Regions from separate parts of the Mus musculus genome. Here region 1 is linked to region 2. Evidence: chromatin contacts called from public Hi-C data. All regions are on one chromosome and are shown on one strand. The core of a region is the stretch at or near the end of the contact, and the rest is flanking DNA. Distances in the headings are between cores, read along the strand shown.

Evidence for each region. Hi-C and Micro-C count contacts between places; a contact is called where the count stands out from the background.
Region 1: a Hi-C map of muscle stem cells shows a contact between it and region 2, with 4 times the contacts expected there. The contact joins two enhancer-like sites. A contact is called at or near these places in 2 of 484 Hi-C or Micro-C datasets (cumulus cells and muscle stem cells).

What each region holds. Positions count from the first base shown.
Region 1 is chr13:69,229,432-69,232,747 of GRCm38.p6, reverse strand. No RefSeq gene overlaps it. Among named protein-coding and RNA genes, the nearest start is that of Gm35444, 61 kb to the left of the region's middle. Within about 2 kb of position 2,042, at least 2 of the 459 cell types and tissues checked have an H3K27ac peak or open chromatin away from gene starts, as enhancers often do. A contact at or near this core is called in muscle stem cells, where this site is marked.
Region 2 is chr13:68,672,985-68,676,431 of GRCm38.p6, reverse strand. The region is part of intron 16 of Adcy2 (adenylate cyclase 2); the gene reads left to right. Among named protein-coding and RNA genes, the nearest start is that of Gm34903, 71 kb to the right of the region's middle. Within about 2 kb of position 1,596, at least 2 of the 459 cell types and tissues checked have an H3K27ac peak or open chromatin away from gene starts, as enhancers often do. A contact at or near this core is called in muscle stem cells, where this site is marked.

The sequences.
Region 1 (3,316 bases), core at 793-3,292, 560 kb before region 2:
ATGTTGACCTAATGATCCAGCCACAAAGACAGGAGACTTTGCTGAGTTTCGCATGATGCTGTGATATTACTGGAGCAATCAATGAAGTTGTTTTTTAATAGCTACTTTCTGTAGCCAGCTGTGGTTAGGACAGCTAATCACCTGCGTTTGATATGAATGACTATTAACCAAGGCTGTTGCAGCATTAAAGACAATATGAAAATAGACATACACTCTCTAAAGAACTCTGCACCGGTGAGTTGATTAATGTGAGCACAGCTCCCAGAATGCTCTTGGGTACATCTCAGAATGGAGATTTAGGACTCTTTACAGTTTATATAGATTGAGGAGATGCCTTCCCTAAGGGCCTTTTGTGAAGAACAGAGAATGGGCCTACTTCTGTTTCTTAATTTCTGGGTTTCCCAGGGAGCTGGGGATGCCTTGGTTTCGTACTACCATCAACATTCTGTAATTTGCTGTTCTGTCCTTGATACGTGAACTTTGGATATCTTCTTCCCAGGAAGGCGGCCTTGGGAACACTGCACCCTGGTGTTTATGGAAAACCTGAGGCCTGAGATGGACTTAGTGATGACTTAATGATTCCTTAGTGCTAAGGGTTGTGGCAGAGGGGGAAGCATGTGGTATTTAAAGGTAGTCCATTCATGGACTTTCCTTAGAACGGGGCAGCAAAGTCCTGCTTCCGAAGTCTCAGAGGCACCTGCATACCAGGCGTTACGTTAGACACCTTTCCAACCACAGTCTAATTTGCCTCACTAGCCCTAGAGGTTCAGGGGGTTCCAATTTTAGCCTGAGATGTCTGTCTAATGTCCTACTGAGTTATTGTCCAGCTGTTATGATGCTTCACATTCCTTCAGTGTGAAGCCCATGTGCACGATGCTGTACTCTATGACCCTGGATTGATCAAGACTCTTGGATGCTAAGCATTGAGCTCAGTGGTGTGGTACTGAGGAGGCCCTCACCTGTCCCTGTGGAGCTTAAAGGGAGCTTAAAGGACACTACACACACCGTTAACATGTAGCACCATGACTGGGAAGGAATAGGGAAAAATGCCCTGGGATCTGGTAGGAGCAGGTCTTGCTAATCATCACCCTTAAATTCTCAAACAGAAATTCTCTCTTGCACTTCTGATGCACAGATCTGAGCATCTGTCTGTGAGCTTGGGGGAGGCAATGAGCAATGCCATTCAGTTCTTGTGTTAGTTTGTTTTCTCACTGTTGTGACCAAATGCCTGACGAGACACAGTTTAAGAAAGAAAAGGTTTGTTGCGGCTTGCAGTTCCAGGAGAAGATAGTCTGCCATGGTGGGAAAAGCACAGCACAACAGCAGGATGGGGAAAGGGGGTGGGGTGGGGAGTGCCAGCTGGTCACATCACAATCTATATTGGTTATCTGTCTACAGAAAGTGTGATCAGCTTATACAACCACAAGCCTTCCCCATTTTGTGCAGGAAGGCTCTCCCTCCTGAAGGTTTTAAAAACTTTCAGAACAGGGTCCTTGACACAAAAGGGGCTGACGAAGGCTACAAACATTGGGTTTGTGCCTGAGCTTAATTAAATGAACCAAGTAGGCTCCTAAGCTCTTCTGTTAAAGTAAGTTCTTGTACGTGACACACAGGATTCTTGACACAAGTCTGGAACTTTCAATTTCACCCTAAATTATACCCTAACAAGAGGAATTTAGTAACAATACTATTCATTTTTGTGACCCCGGTAATAGGGCATCCAAAATGTGCCTGTTCTTCATGCTCGTGAACTATTTGGATTCTTTCTTGACATGTCATGCCACTATGGGAAAAAAATGTTATTTCCTGAATGTAAGGCTATAGTGTTACTTTGAGTGGGAACTTGTAATTACTCTCAAAATCAGATGATTGGCGGTCATCCCTCTCCTCCCCAATGCTGTGTCCTTACCATAACTGCTCATGCTTGTTCCACTACTCATCAGTGCCCACACACTGTCTTCAGCGGAAGCTGAAGACAATCTACCCTCAATTGAGGCTCAATTAGCACCGCCTAGAGTCCCAAAGCACCCTCTCGCCAGCACGAGTGCTGGCTGCAGCTGGCCATTACTTCCACGAAGATGCCCCAATGGAAATTAGGAATGAGCCATACAGCCAAGAGTTTCAAATTCCACCATCCCTAAAATGTGATATCATCTCCTCGTGGGAGCTGTGACTTCAGAGTCCCTACAAGCGTTCTCACGTCCTCCCCGGATCATGCCCAGCACTCCAGCTTGTTGCAGCTGCCTTTCCTTTTACACCCCTATTTACTCCCAGCCATGTTGTGTCTCTTGCTCACATTTTCCAAACTCTGAGCTCTCTTTCCCACCATTGCTGATGTGCTCTGGGACATTGCTGGTCATAGACTCTTCCTTTGACCTCTCTAATCAGTGGTCTTTGATGGGTTTTGATGACTGTTGTAATTGGCGTTGTTTATTTTTCCTACTGGTTTACACAGATTGTCTTGTGGCTTCTGTTGCCTTTTACAACCTTTATCCACTTTTATGTCTGTTTCAAAGCCGCATGGACAGGACCTGTCTCCGGGCAGAGCAAACAAGCAGGTTGCAATGAGATAATGGTGAATGAAACCACATGGGATGTGACAACTGTCTTGCAGGCAAATTCCCTGCACCAAAGAGTTAAGGCAAGGAGAAACATCTCAAAATCAGCATGGATCCTTTCTAAATCGCAGGCCCTTTAAATAGACACGATCCAAATAGTTTTTGGGTTCAGATGGATTATTGGGGTCAGCCTTTGTTCTGTTTTGTGTCATTTTCTTGGGGAATTTTTTGTTGTAAAGGATGTTAGAGCATTGTTCTCTCAAATGGATGCAAATCATCTGTTTATTCATTCATTCCCTTCATTCATTCATAGCATGTGCACCGTGCACCTGCTCTGTCCCAGGCATTGGTCCAGCTTCTAGGGATATGGCAGCAAATGAAGCACCCACAGCCTCCACACCCTCACCACGGGGAGGATAAAAATCTAGAAAACAAATAAATGTAAAACCCAGAGGGCAAAATGGAAACTGGGTGGTAGTGCAGGGTGGCTGGGAGCTGCCTATGGTGGCCGGAATGCAGGAGTTCTCTCTGAGGGCCATCTATGGAGGCTGAAGACAGAACAAAGGAGAGGCACTGATGCAAGCCCAGAGTTAGAACAAAGTCTGTGCAGAAGACTGGCCCGAAGTACTTAGTCACTCAGATACTCTATAATTTTGAAATTTATCTAGAGAAACAAAGGAAAAGTTGCATGGTTGGCAGGCAAAAATATAAAGGGCTCAAAATCCTCTCTATATATTTCAAGGCAAAGACCACAGGAT
Region 2 (3,447 bases), core at 347-2,846:
GGTGGTGAATTAGAAGTACAATCCTGTACCACATGCTCATCAACGTTCGGGGGGATAAGGATGGAGCTGTATAGCTGTCTTGCCTCTCCTGTCCAACCACACGGAAAAGCCAGCAGTGCTCCATCCTCCCCAGTGAGAGGTGCACCATGTTTACTGACCCTCCAGTGTCTCTTTTGTGTGCAGGGTTTCTTGTAGTTATGCCAAAGTGAGATCATAAAGTGGTTTAAAAGCTGACATTATGAACAAAATGGCAGCAGCTTTACCTAGGTAGCTATCTGACTTTCCCAGGAGTTTGTTGTGTTGGCCCCACTTATGATTGCATCTGGATTTACAGAGACAAGCCTGCCATGTGCACTAATCCCTAGACCCAGCCTCCTGGCTCTCCTAAGCAGCTGGTGCCCAGGAACACTGGGCTCCTTAGAACAGAGTGGACAGAATAGACAGGACACCAGAGGGTGTCATAGCTGGGAGATGGGCTCCCTTTTCCTTGCTATCTCTTGGAGAAGATGCTCCCTTCCACTAGAATGTAAGCAAAACCCATTCTCCCTCCACACTGTTACCTGCTCCCCTCATTGTGTCTGTGTCTTCCTATCTGGCCCTCCTTCCACATATCCATCCTGCTTAGCTTCCTACACAACACAGCCTTCTGGGACACTCTTTACAAGCTACTTGATCCCTTCCTTCCCAAGTGAACACAAGAATCATAGGGATTTCACCTGTGGAGCTGACTATGACTTCTTATCAAATGAAATTTTCTGGCAGAAAAATCACTAAAATTTCCCCCAGTGATTTAAGCGAACACATACATACACACATGTACCACCCCTTAATAGACACAAGAGCTACTCTTCTTGTAGATGCCTATGTCTCCTGGGTGTGTAACTAAGAATTTTTTTTCTATTTCCCTTTAAAACTGTTTATTGTCAGAGATGGAGCGATGGTTCATTAACTAAGAGCACTCACTGCTCTTGCAGAAGACCCACTTTTAACTTCTCCAACACACATGGTAACTCGCAATCATCCATAACTCCATTTCCCGAACATCTGACACCCTCTTCTGTCTCCCACATGCACCAGACTCTCACGTGATACATGTACACACACCCAGGTGAACTACTCAACACACATGAAGTTAAATTAAATAAACCTATCTTAAATGCATTTGTCATTGAATAAAATGTTACCTAAAACACTTGATTTAATCACTTTGTCATGTGCAATTCCATGGCATTAATTACACTTGAAAAACAGTGCAGCAGTCGTCTCCACTCTCTGGTCCTCCCTTCCCTTGTGTACATCTGCCTTCCTGTCCCTATGGATTTGCCTGTTGTGAATGCTCCTGAGAGTGAAACCACACACTGATGTTCTTTTGTACCCAGCTTATCTCACAGATCATTCTGTGTTCACAATTCTTGTTTTCTTATTGCTGTCATGGCCCTTCTGGAACAAGTGAGCTTCTGCTTGCTTTGTCTTCCCAGCCAGCAGCAGGCAGCCCCTTTCAGTGGCTTCTCTAGGTTCAACTCCCTACCTAAGGAGTAGGAGTTGTTCTGCTTACCTAAGATGGGACAGATGTATTCAGGACAATCTGAGAGGGCTGGTGGCTGTGGGTAGCCTCCCTGTGCTGATGACTATGGAAATGGGCCACAGTACAGGGAGGCTGTGCGCAGATCTCACTCACTTGTGGGTTTTTTTTTCCAACCCTGCATTTTAACAGTTCTGAGAATGTTCAATGTATATGAAATGACCTCAGAGATTTTACCAGGATGCCCTAAGCATTCCATATTCATCCACATGATACTAAATATTTCAACAATTATCCAAATTCCGTGTTGTTTTTCAAACCTAAGTCTTCAGTATCAAATTACAAATGGCCTTGTTTTGCTTCCCACAAGTGTCCAGCAGGCTGCGTAGATTCATATGTAGAACAGATGGATAATTTATTTTTAAAAAAAAGGCCATGAATTTGAAAGAGAGAAAGGAGAAATATGTAGGCATCCATGGGGAGAAAGAAGGAGGGAGAAAGGTGTGATTACATTATAATCTCAAAAAATGAAAGAGATAAAGAAAGCTGAATAGACTTGCCACTGTTGGTGCCAACACTGGTGATGTCATTACGTGCCAGCCCACGTCATGAAATGAGAAACTGCCAAGAGATCTGTTACGAGTAATTCAAACATAAACTTGTGATTCATGCAGGTAAGAGTTAACTGAACTCAACCAATAAACAACTTGAACTTCTAATTCCTAACAAATGACAAAGAATGACATCACCAAGCACAGATCTCCATGTCAAATCCTGTTGTCACAGTTAACAGTTCTTGGGAAAGATGCTTTTGGTTGAGATTAAATTGCTGGGAAGTGTAAAATTTGAAAGAAAAGCCCCATATTCATGGCATTCTGAGCATCCACTGAGACTATCTTGTTCTAGACAATTTAAAATTTACAGTTATTGCCAAGGCTTTAGCAGTTAGAGTACTCAGTAAGAGTCCCCTAGATAATCATGATGTGGACATTCATTCTATGAAGAGAAGTGAGATGGATTAACATGGAAGAATGGGGAAGAGGAATTTGAGTAACATCTTGCTCTGAGGACACTGTGTTCAGGAAGTATTCTTGCACACAATGATTAGCATCTTCTACTGGTTTTTAAAAAGATTTATTTTATGTGTATGAGTGTCCACATTGCCTATGTATATCACATGCCCACAGAGACCAGAAAAGGATATTAGTACCCCTGGAACTGGAGTTGCACGTCCCCAGACTTGCTGATAACAAAACCTAGGTCTTCTGCAAGAGCAGGAAGTGCTCTTAACTGCTGAGCTAGCTCCAGAGCTCCCATGTTTTCTACTGATTTTCAGATTCATAGCATTGTATTTATGTATAGCTTCCTGGCAAGGACATGGTCTTCCTAGAGGCAGTTGGTACCTACACAGCATGAACACAGCACATCATCTTTCCTATTCTTGGTCTCCCTGATGTGATCAAGATATTTTGTTTATTATTTAAAAATTCCTGAGTTCCTACAACTAGACTGGGTGGTATCTCTCCAAACTAAAAAGGTTCCTTTTTTCCTTTCTATGCCCTTCCATGTTTAAATTAATTGCATTTAGGATTGGTCAAATATAAATCTACAGTGTTTTACAGCATAGTGTATGTTAAGTAATTTTTTCATTCCGTTTTCTTCCTGATATAATTTTTCCAGAAAAGATAACAGAATTATAGGTCAACTAGAGATCATGGATTTTGACACAAGTTATTTAGAAGAAGTTAAAGATATCTATGTTTCATTAACTTTTAAGTATGTTTTATTTATAATAGATAAAAACATTATATCAAGCATCATTGTTGGGGGAAAACGACATGCCACCCAAACTGTCATAAATAAACATTTTTCCTATTTACTTGAGTGAACTAATCTAGATTGCTGACAACTGTACCATCAAAGAA